Linked DNA regions of Mus musculus: regions 2 and 3 are each linked to region 1. A link is a contact called in public HiChIP or PLAC-seq and promoter capture Hi-C data. All regions are on one chromosome and are shown on one strand. The core of a region is the stretch at or near the end of the contact, and the rest is flanking DNA. Distances in the headings are between cores, read along the strand shown.

Evidence for each region. HiChIP or PLAC-seq counts read pairs in DNA pulled down with a chosen protein or histone mark. Capture Hi-C pulls out chosen DNA fragments and counts their contacts.
Region 2: an H3K27ac HiChIP or PLAC-seq map of embryonic stem cells shows a contact between it and region 1, with 11 read pairs. The contact joins the enhancer-like site here to the promoter of Champ1 in region 1. A contact is called at or near these places in 2 of 39 promoter capture datasets (liver and pre-B cells), 4 of 115 datasets of contacts at active chromatin or transcription factors (CD8 T cells, embryonic stem cells and memory CD8 T cells) and 1 of 9 other capture datasets (adipose tissue).
Region 3: a promoter capture Hi-C map of adipose tissue shows a contact between it and region 1. The contact joins the promoter of Erich1 here to the promoter of Champ1 in region 1. A contact is called at or near these places in 9 of 39 promoter capture datasets (the C10 cell line, the HPC-7 cell line, embryonic stem cells and 5 more), 4 of 484 Hi-C or Micro-C datasets (the G1E-ER4 cell line, the HL-1 cell line and embryonic stem cells), 11 of 115 datasets of contacts at active chromatin or transcription factors (CD8 T cells, effector CD8 T cells, embryonic stem cells and 4 more) and 4 of 9 other capture datasets (adipose tissue, liver, macrophages and 1 more).

What each region holds. Positions count from the first base shown.
Region 1 is chr8:13,868,243-13,871,209 of GRCm38.p6, forward strand. It overlaps Champ1 (chromosome alignment maintaining phosphoprotein 1), which reads left to right and starts at 1,399. Exons shown (of 2, transcript NM_181854.2): 1 at 1,399-1,569.
Region 2 is chr8:14,011,082-14,014,254 of GRCm38.p6, forward strand. No RefSeq gene overlaps it. Among named protein-coding and RNA genes, the nearest start is that of Gm39134, 13 kb to the right of the region's middle. Within about 2 kb of position 1,675, at least 64 of the 459 cell types and tissues checked have an H3K27ac peak or open chromatin away from gene starts, as enhancers often do. A contact at or near this core is called in CD8 T cells, embryonic stem cells and memory CD8 T cells, where this site is marked.
Region 3 is chr8:14,088,655-14,091,992 of GRCm38.p6, forward strand. It overlaps Erich1 (glutamate rich 1), which reads right to left and starts at 1,673. Exons shown (of 6, transcript NM_001034862.2): 1 at 1,587-1,673. The coding sequence starts at 1,608.

The DNA of each region.
Region 1 (2,967 bases), core at 149-2,648:
AAGAGGGTAGCAGAGGCAGAGAGAGGCAGAGAGAAGGAGAGAGCAGAGAAGCAGAGGCCAGCCATGAACATATGGAGAGAAAGGGGAAGGGAATGGGGAGAGATGAGGAACAAGGGGGCGAGAGGCAAGAGAGGCAAGAGTGTAAGAGCACTAGTGGGCATTTTTGTGGAGCATTTTCTTGATTGCTAACTTATGTGGGGAGACCCCCACACACTGGGGGCTGTTCCGTACCTGGGCAGGTGGGCCTAGGCTGTATAAGGAAGGTAACAAGCCATCTAGAAGAAAGCCAGCTAGGAATAGCACCAAGGTCTCTGCTTACTCAAGGTTCCTGCCTTGAGTTTCCTCAGTATCTTATAAAGTAAACCCTTTCCTCCCCTAAGTTCCTTGAAGGTGCCAAACATCCTCACTTAGAATAACAAGGGTTAGACTTCCAGCACCTCAAAAATTGAAAACAAGTTGGGCAGTGGTGGCACTCATTTTTTTTTTTGTTTGTTTGATTTTTTTTGTTTTTCTAGACAGGGTTTCTCTGTATAGCCCTGGCTGTCCTGGAACTCACTTTGTAGACCAGGCTGGCCTCAAACTCAGAAATCTGCCTGCCTCTACCTCCCGAGTGCTGGGATTAAAGGCGTGCACCACCATGCCTAGCGGCACTCACCTTTAATCCCAGCACTTGGGATCAAGAAGTGTGCTTGCTGACTCTTAGACAGTGACTGTTGGTGCAAACGGTCATGGATTCCCAAAAGTGGGTTAGGAATGCTTGTGGTGGCTCGTGCCTTTGAGCCCAGCACCTGAAAGGAGGCAGAGACAGGTGGATATCAGGGCTACATAGGGAGAGACGGTCTTAAAAAAAAACAAAGTCACTAATGTGTTATGTGTCAGACAGCGTGGGATGCTTAAATAAGGTGGCCCTGGGTTCATTTCTATCATCATTCAAGTCCAAAATGCAAGGAATCAAACCACTACCACCACCAATAACAACAAAAAGGCAAAAGCTTAAGAAATTACATAGGTGTATAAAGTAAGGTAAACTAGGTCCTCACAATCTTTCAAAGCAAACAGACTAATACTAAAACTAAAAGTGAATACATTTCAATTGCAATTGAAGCCAATTTTTAGAGTTTTGTGTTTGGAGACATGAAACCTGTTTACTGCCTTCGAAAAGCTTTGTATTTGCCTTGTATTTCTAGTTTAGACAGTATGTCTTATTGGAATGAATGAATGAACGCATCCTTATTAGGAAGGAACAAATCAAAAGACAAAAATAATCAAAACGAACCTACCAAACAAACAAACAAACAAAAAACCCAAACAATCAAAAGAGGGGTTAAGCAAAGAGACAGAAGCCCAGGCCTGGGGCTGGGCCCTTGCTTCCTCCGGCACAGCCCAGCTGGGAACCTTAGGGGCCGGGGGAAGGGGGCGACCCGGAGGCACGCGACGGCACTTCCGGTGCGAGCGCGCGGTACTTCCCGGCTGGTCCTGCGTCCAGCCGCCATTCCCGAGGCCGCACAGCCAGCCCAGAGTTTCCTGTGGGCGTTTCCTCCTCTTCACTTCAGGACGCCTCGCCGGATGGTGAGGAGCGGGCGGGCGGGCGCCTCGGTACGGGCTGCAGGGTTCGGCGGGAGGGCGGGCGCCGTGGTGCGCTTGGCGCGGCCTGGAGGCCGGAGCGCCCGGTGGCCTCATCCTTGCTCTCCGCCTCCGGGGCCAGCCTTGTGTTTTTCTTGCGTGGCGGCGCACAGGATGGGAGGGGGCGGTATCGGTCTGGAATCTGCTTTAGGGCTGCTGTCCCGAGGCTCCGAAGGTCTCTGGACGTGGACCGTATCCGGGCTTAGCCTCGCCCAGGTACCCTTTCGGATGGATGGCTGCAGCCTAGCGGGGTGTTTTCCCGAGAAAGGGCCAGCGCTTTGGCACTTGACTGTGGAGTGTAAACCGGTGCCAATCTAGTATTCCCAAACATTTAATTAATCTAAAGATCGCTCGGTGCCCAGAAGTTCTACCCCCAGGTCAACGGATCTTGCTTGTCAAGAACACAAGGAACTCAGAGCCATTAGCTACACTGTTAGTGGCACACACGTGGCCATGCACTGTCTCTCCTGTAAACTGTGGATCTCCTAAATTAGGCTGACGCTGCGGCTCGATGGTGAGCCCGTGCTTAGCAAGAGTGAGGCCTTGGGTTCCATCCCAGGACTTGGGAACAAAAAAGTGACACTTGTTACAAATTAGCTCACTGATCAACACAAGTTGTTAATGGAATTGGAAAACGTGTAGAAACGTAAGGGTTATTTGTGCTTTGTGTTGTTGTTGTTGTAGTTTTTAAAGAAAAACAACCAGTCAAAAATGTATAACCTTAAAAAAAAAGGCTATTCATAAAGAACAGTCTTATGGGCTGGAGAGATGGTGGCTCAGTGGTTGGGAGCACTGACTGCTCTTCCAAAGGCCCTGAGTTCAGATCCCAGTGACCACGTGGTGGCTCACAACCATTTGTAAGACAGCTACAGTGTACTTATATATAATAAAATAATAATAAGAAAAAACAGTCTTGGGCTGGAGAGATCACTCAATGGTTAAGAGGTCTGACTGCTCTTCCAAAGGTCCTGAGTTCAAATCCCAGCAACCACATGGTGGCTCACAACCATCTGTAATGAGATCTGATGCCCTCTTCTGGGGTGTCTGAAGACAGCTACAGTGTACTTATGTATAATAATGAATCTTTTTTTAAAAAAAGAAAGAACAGTCTTATTAGTATATACGTAGACTAATAGTGCCAACATCCTAGGTTGCTTTCTGTTGCTGTGATCAAAAAACACCTGTGGGGAGGAAAGGATCAATCTCATCTTACAGGTTATAGTCCATTGTTGAGGGAATTAAGGGCAGGAACTCAAGCAGAAAACACAGAGTAGAGCTGTGTTCTAGCTTGTTCCCAAACTCACAATTCAGTTCCCTTTCTTATACAGCAAAGGCCTACACACC
Region 2 (3,173 bases), core at 425-2,924, 140 kb after region 1:
CATATGTTACCATGAAAACAGTCTTCATGAGGCCTCACCAAATCTCTCCAGAGCCCTGGCTCTGGGGGCCTCTTTGGGCCGTCCCAGTGAGCCGGTTCTAGGCATAGCTGGCTTTTTCTGCTGTTCTTGAGCTGTCAGTCTTTTCTGATTCAGCTGCCCAAAGCTGTCCATTCCCTGCAATTCAGGATTTCCTCAGTGACTCATCATTTTCCAAATAGTAATTTCTTAGGTCCTTAGGGCTGCCTGGGCTGTCAAACATCTTAGCTGCAATTTCAGAGGATGTCCTGACACTACAGAGCGGTTGGAGGAAGGGATCCTGTTCTACAGTCATTCACCTTGGAGCGTCTGTGGCTGCCCTCACTACAGTTAAGTTAAACCGAAGGGCAGAGCATATGAGTCTTGATGGGCACTGTTCTTTCACCCCTTGTTATGACTGGATCATGTGGCCACGATGGACTGCAAGGGAACTGGAGTATCTGGTTATGTTGTATTCCAGGAAGTCAAAGAGAACTTGGGGAGTGAGTGGCACTTTCTGCCATTGTTAAATATGTGGCAGTATCCAGGATTCAAATTTAGTCCAGGGACGTGAGGAGTCGGGGAGTCCCTCACCACACAGACTAGGTGGCTGTTGACATTCGGGCATTCTGTAACACCCAGGGTGCATCTTATTGCTGAAGGCAGTAATTCAGCAACAGGCTGAGAATCTGCATTCCTGACAGGCTTTGGAATTCCAACCAATAGGCTGGAGGGGTTGGACCTGGAGAGAAGCTGGTGGACAAAGCAACCATTTGATACAATGAGCTGATGTCTTGCTACATTTTCTTAGGCTGTTCTCTCACAGTGAGCTGTTGGCACACAGATAGTGGGTAGTTGTTGCACTGGCTAGATATGACCCTGGCAACAGTTATCTCCTGCTTAAGGAGAGTGGAGGCCACTGCAGATGAATATCTGAGCTGCAAGAACCAAAACTTGGCTGGGCGGTGGTGGTGCATGCCTTTAATCCCAGCACTTGAGGTGGAGGTGAAGGGGGTAAGAAGGAAGCAGAGGCAGGTGGATCTCGATGAGTTTGTGGCCAGCCTGGTTTGCAAAATAAGTAGTAAGACAACCAGGGTTACACACACACACACACACACACACACACGCACACCACGTCTCAACAAAACAAAACCAGCAACAAAACAACCAAAAATTTCTGGGCGTGTTTGCATTCACCTTTCTTAAACCCCATCACCGTAGATGCAGAGGCAGGCGGAGCTCTGGGATCAGGAGCAGCCTGGTGTGCAAAGAAAGTTCTGCGCCAGCCAGAACTACATAGTAAGACTCTGTCTCAACAAAGAAACGAACAAAGAGCAAAGTAAACCTCAAAACAAGCCCCTGAGTTTCAAAAAGCTTTCTCTTTTTGATTATTTTCTGTGGTACTGGCTGGCAAGCTCTAACTGGCTGGCTGTGGCCCCTTCAGCCTCAGCACCGATCCCATGCGCAGCTCAGGTCTCTGCTCTAGCCTGGCACTCACATAGGCATTGGGGAAGCTAACGTGCTTCCAGAGGCTCCTTCTCCAGTCAGGACATCGTGCTCTGGACCTAGCTCACTTCCTTCAGAGCGGGGCATACCTTGGGGTGTAGGTGGGGACCAGACACGCCAAAGCCAGGAAGTGACGTCAGCAAGATCCTGCTCAGACAGGGACCCGCTATCTTCTCATACAGAGGCCTGTGGTTAAGAGGTGTCCACACCCCCGTGTGCTGCTTATACAGGGGCCCTGAGTTCACCTCCCTCCCCTGTTCTTGGCTCTTCAAAGCCGCACTTTGGTCCAGAGTTCTTGCATCCTCCTCTTTTGCTTTGTGCATAGTTAGGATAGGGTAAGGCGCTAGTCACAAATGGCATGATGCCGTATTGCTTGATACCGGACTTAGCCTTCCTACCCTTAGGACCCAGACATACATATGATCAGCCACTCAAGTCCTAAGATACGCTGATGCAACACAGACAGACAGACAGACACTGTTCACACTGGAGAGGCTCAGTACATAGAGACAGAACTGGATTTTTTCCCACTTAATACGTGACAGTGGCTGGAGTGCGGGACAGAGTTGTCCTGATCATTCTGACCTAATCCAATAAAAGCTTGAGATAATTCACATTTTCTTAAAACTCAGTTTTGCTTCAACAAAAACTTTAAAAGTTCCTCTAGGGAGAATGAGCGGTGGAACATTTGAAACTTAGCAAATCACTCCAGTTCACTGCCTCAGCCTGGCTTGGGGTTTGACTGGACTCTGCCTTCAGAGAAAAAAACCCCACAGATCCCTAGACTGGAAGCAGACTCCATTTCAAAGACATATACCTCCTCACTTCGCCCGGCAATGGGGAGCTAGGGAAAGGGTTTACTCCATTCTAGCGTACAGTTCCATGACTGTAAAATGATGGGCAATCTAACCAACTATGCTTATTTTTCTTTCTTTCTTTTTCTTTTTCTTTCTTTCTTTCTTTCTTTTTTTTTTTTTGAGACAGGGTTTCTCTGTGTAGCCCTGGCTGTCCTGGAACTCACGTTGTAGACCAGGCTGGCCTCGAACTCAGAAATCCGACTGCCTCTGCCTCCCAAGTGTGGGATTAAAGGCGTGCGCCACCACGCCCGACCCAACTATGCTTATTTTTCAAATTTTCTTCAATCAGATTGCGAAGGGAGAGCAAGGCCTCAGTTTGCTTTGGGCCTGCCTTGGTTTGTGGCCTCAGTGAATATGACTCACATCCTGAAATGAAGCTCACCGCCTGGATGAGTGCCCCTTTGTGGCTAAGTATAAGCTGCACTGTCAGGGCATCATTTTCAAACAAGAATAAAAATGAAGGGAATTCCCAAGAGTCCCTTAACAGCACGACTTAGGAAGCCAAAAGGGGAAAGAATCACAGTTGTAACTCTGGAAGGCCGTCATTAGCGTGGTGAAGGTTAATAGCTGGTGCCCGTAGGATTCTCCAATCATTCCCCATGGACAAAACCTTCTTCCAAAGATTACTCCAATTATAGCCAATCATAGTGCTTTGCTGCACAAGGAATCTCGGCTGAGCTCATGTCACTCCTGTGCACAGGGGCAGTGCCCTCCTTAGACCTTCTGGAATCTGCCTCTTCTCCACCTATCGACATCTGTCTACTTTCTCCGTGTTTTCCCCAATACTTCATCTCT
Region 3 (3,338 bases), core at 423-2,922, 220 kb after region 1:
TATAATATTTTTCAGGTCCTTGGTATTTCTCTTTGTCCTTCAAACACGAAGTCTTCTCCCTACACATCTGCTGCTCTTTCTCTGCAGGCAAACAAAGGAACTTGCTGCCTCGTTCTGCATGACATCATGTGGGTAACCAGATCAGTCAGGTTCTTCCTTTAGGCCTCCTTCTGTGGTCTCCTCTAGCCATAGCAGTGTTAACGCTGCCCAATCCAGACACTGCGGCTGGCCTGAAGCTCTGATCTAGGTCTCTTTCGGTATCTTATTCATTACCAAGCTGAGTCTTTCCTAGAAACCTTTCTTCCCATCTCTCTCATGCTTTCCCTCCCTCCTCCATCCCCATATAACCACCATGAGGCATCCTAGCTGGCCTTCTCAGGCTTAAATGCCTACTTCCAGGTTTATGTTTTGGGTTCACAAGCCCCACTCTTTGGAAAACACAGTATCCTTCAACTATTTACATTTTACCTGATAATTCTGTCATATAGTCTCTTCAACAGAAAAAGAGACTGTTTTCAGAGAGTAGTTTAGTGTCTGATTAAAACGACCAAAAGCTTTCCTGCATTTTACCTTAATTTACTGAGGTTAAAAAGAGTCTTAAAGTTGGCGAGGTGCTTTATAGATGATATAATTCCTTGCATTTAATGCCAAGTTTTGAAGCATCTCGAACATAGAAGGGAATTCAAGAAGAGAAAGCACAGGGTGTGGCGTCAACCCAGGAAACAGCTGAACCTATAAAGTGTTTGTATCCTCTTCCTTGCAAGGATTAGAAAAAGGTTTTGCTGCTCAGTAAAGAACACTTATGTTCATCTTGAAACACAACATCAGATCAGACTGTTTTGAAAGGGTTATATCTGTCCTTTCTGATCCCTGAGATCATCTTACTTCCAACCCCCCCCCCCGCCCCACCCCCATAAAGTTTGATGAAACTTAAGTCACTGAGGCTGAAGTGGAAAGTCGCTAGTTAAGGATGGGGACTATACTAATTTGTTCATGGTTTTCTTGCTTGCAGAGAAATTAGTTTCCTGCTTTTTAAGCAGATACTTATTAACTATATACAGTTGCCACTAGCCGTCTCCTCCACCTCCCTCCCATTTCACAAGAGAGAAGCATGTTTTAAACACAGAAAAGTCTCATATTCTCTACTCCTATCACATGAACTGCACTTCAGGACCTCAGGGTACTAACCCAGAGATGACTGCAGGCCTGGCTGCCCTAGGTAAAGGCAATCCTCCAGACTCTAGGTCTTGTGTCCTCCACCCACCACCCCAATCCCCATCCCCACGCGCCAGCTCCGCCCCAGCAAAGAAGATCCCAGAGTCCGGTGAGGCCTCTGCTCCACTAGTGTGGTCCAGGGAGAACGAAGGCCCCTAAAAGCTGCGACAGCGCCAGACCCAGCCAGCAGGAAGGGGAAGCCACCACAAGAAGGGTACCTCAGGGCCCAGCATGTCCCATCTTGCCCTAGACACTCAAGGTCCCTGTAGCCCCTACGATCCCTCAGTGCTCAGGGCCATCAGCCTACCACGTCCGCCACCCCTGGGTATCTCGGATCCAGTCTCCGTTCGCGTTCCGCGCTTCCTGCCTACCCTGCTTCCGAAGAGAAGACATACTGGACCCCAGCCGGGATCTCTGGCCCCAGCCGCCACCAGTCGCGCGGCGCTTCCGGATTCCTCTCGTGTAGGCCCGCCCACAATATTAGGAGTGCCTAATCCGGACCCGAATTCCCCGCCGCTGGATGTCAATCATCCATATTCGGGGGCGGATTGGTTCGTATGCGGCCCGGGCGTGGCTTAAACTCTGCCTCTAGGAGCCTGGCTCTGGAGCCTGCGCGGAAGGCAGACGGCCTGAAAGCTCTGCTCCTGTGGTTTGCGGTTTGCCCCTGTGATGGACGTGGGCCAAGACACAGCTGGGGACAGTACCGGCTCTGCACACTTGCGGAACTTGGAGTGCAAGCTGGAGAAAGGTTGCTGAGGAGAGAAGGAAGGTCTGGAGGCTTGAAGCAAGGCAAGGTTCCCCAGACACCTGCAATCCGTTCCGCGCGCCCCTCACCACGTCTGCCAGTTGTACCGCTGCACGGCTGGAGATGCTCCCATCTGTTTCGCGTCTACGAATCCCTCTCATTGTGTCGTCTTCCACTTTGCTTTTAGACCAGCTGTGTTACCGCGCTGGAGCCCTTGTTCCCTGTTGACATTGAGTCTTCACCCTTGAACTGCGTCTTCAGAAACATGACTGCCAAGTTCCTACATGGTCTGCAAGCTGGTGGTAACGTTCATGAAAGGTCAGATAGAGGAGCATGACCAAGAAGACTGTAAGGACCATATTCCAAAGAGATGGGCTCTTTGAAGGGAAATAATGCAGGAGCAAATGATTTGGGTTTCATCTTTGAGAAGATGAAAGAGGAAGACCTGATGTTATGAAGAGAATGCTCAAAACATTTTTAGAGCCTATCTAACGCAGGTTTGGATCTGGAAGGAGAGAAGGCGCGCGGTTGTTGCTATTGCAGGACTCTCTGGAACACTCACTCGGACATCAGTGAGAGTAGAAGCGAAGAGATGTCGCAGATGGACTCAAGCCAGGGTTGCTCCTGAAAGGCTTGGTTGGGCTCCAGTCTGTTGTTTGCGTTTTATACTCTAAAACCACAAGGTGGGGTGGGCAAGCAAGCGAAATTTTACAGATGCCTAAGAGGCAGTCAGCAGGTTGTTAAGGGTAACATAGCCCAATGTTTCTGCTATTTCTCCAGGTCGTTATGTTCCAAGTAGCCAGTAAAGACATGCTTGTCAAATAAGCAGGACAAGCAGTGCTTTGAATAAGTCATGAAATGAATCAATAAATCAGTATTTAATAATAGGTCTCTGCTGCTTTCTTCTACTTTACTGGTAAAGATCATGGAAGAAGCAACTTCAAACGGAGATGTGTAAAATTGATGCATTGAGCTTCGAAGTGAAATGACCCAATGTAAATGTCAAGGAAGTGGCTTCTGTCTCTCGGTTAAAAGGAGGTTGTAGCAGATGAAGCAAAAGTCCATTGCTAGCCCATTGCCATAAGGGAAATGTTGATCGTTAGCATCTGAGTTGTGACATAGAAGGTTGTGGGAAGAGTAGTCAGAGTGTGGATGTGTTTGCAGGCAAAGCAAAGGAAATTTTCTGACTCATCAGATTGGTCTGTGGTAGAAAAGTGAAAGTTTAGAATGGGTTCAGAGTTTTGGTTCAGAAGCTGAAAAGTTGGGGTTTCAGGATCATCATGGGGGGCCTTTGGGAAGCCCTTTGTTAACTTGTGCTGTGTGGCTTTCGATGCATAAACTTAGGAGATCATGGAGGGAACCAGCATGGCCACAATGG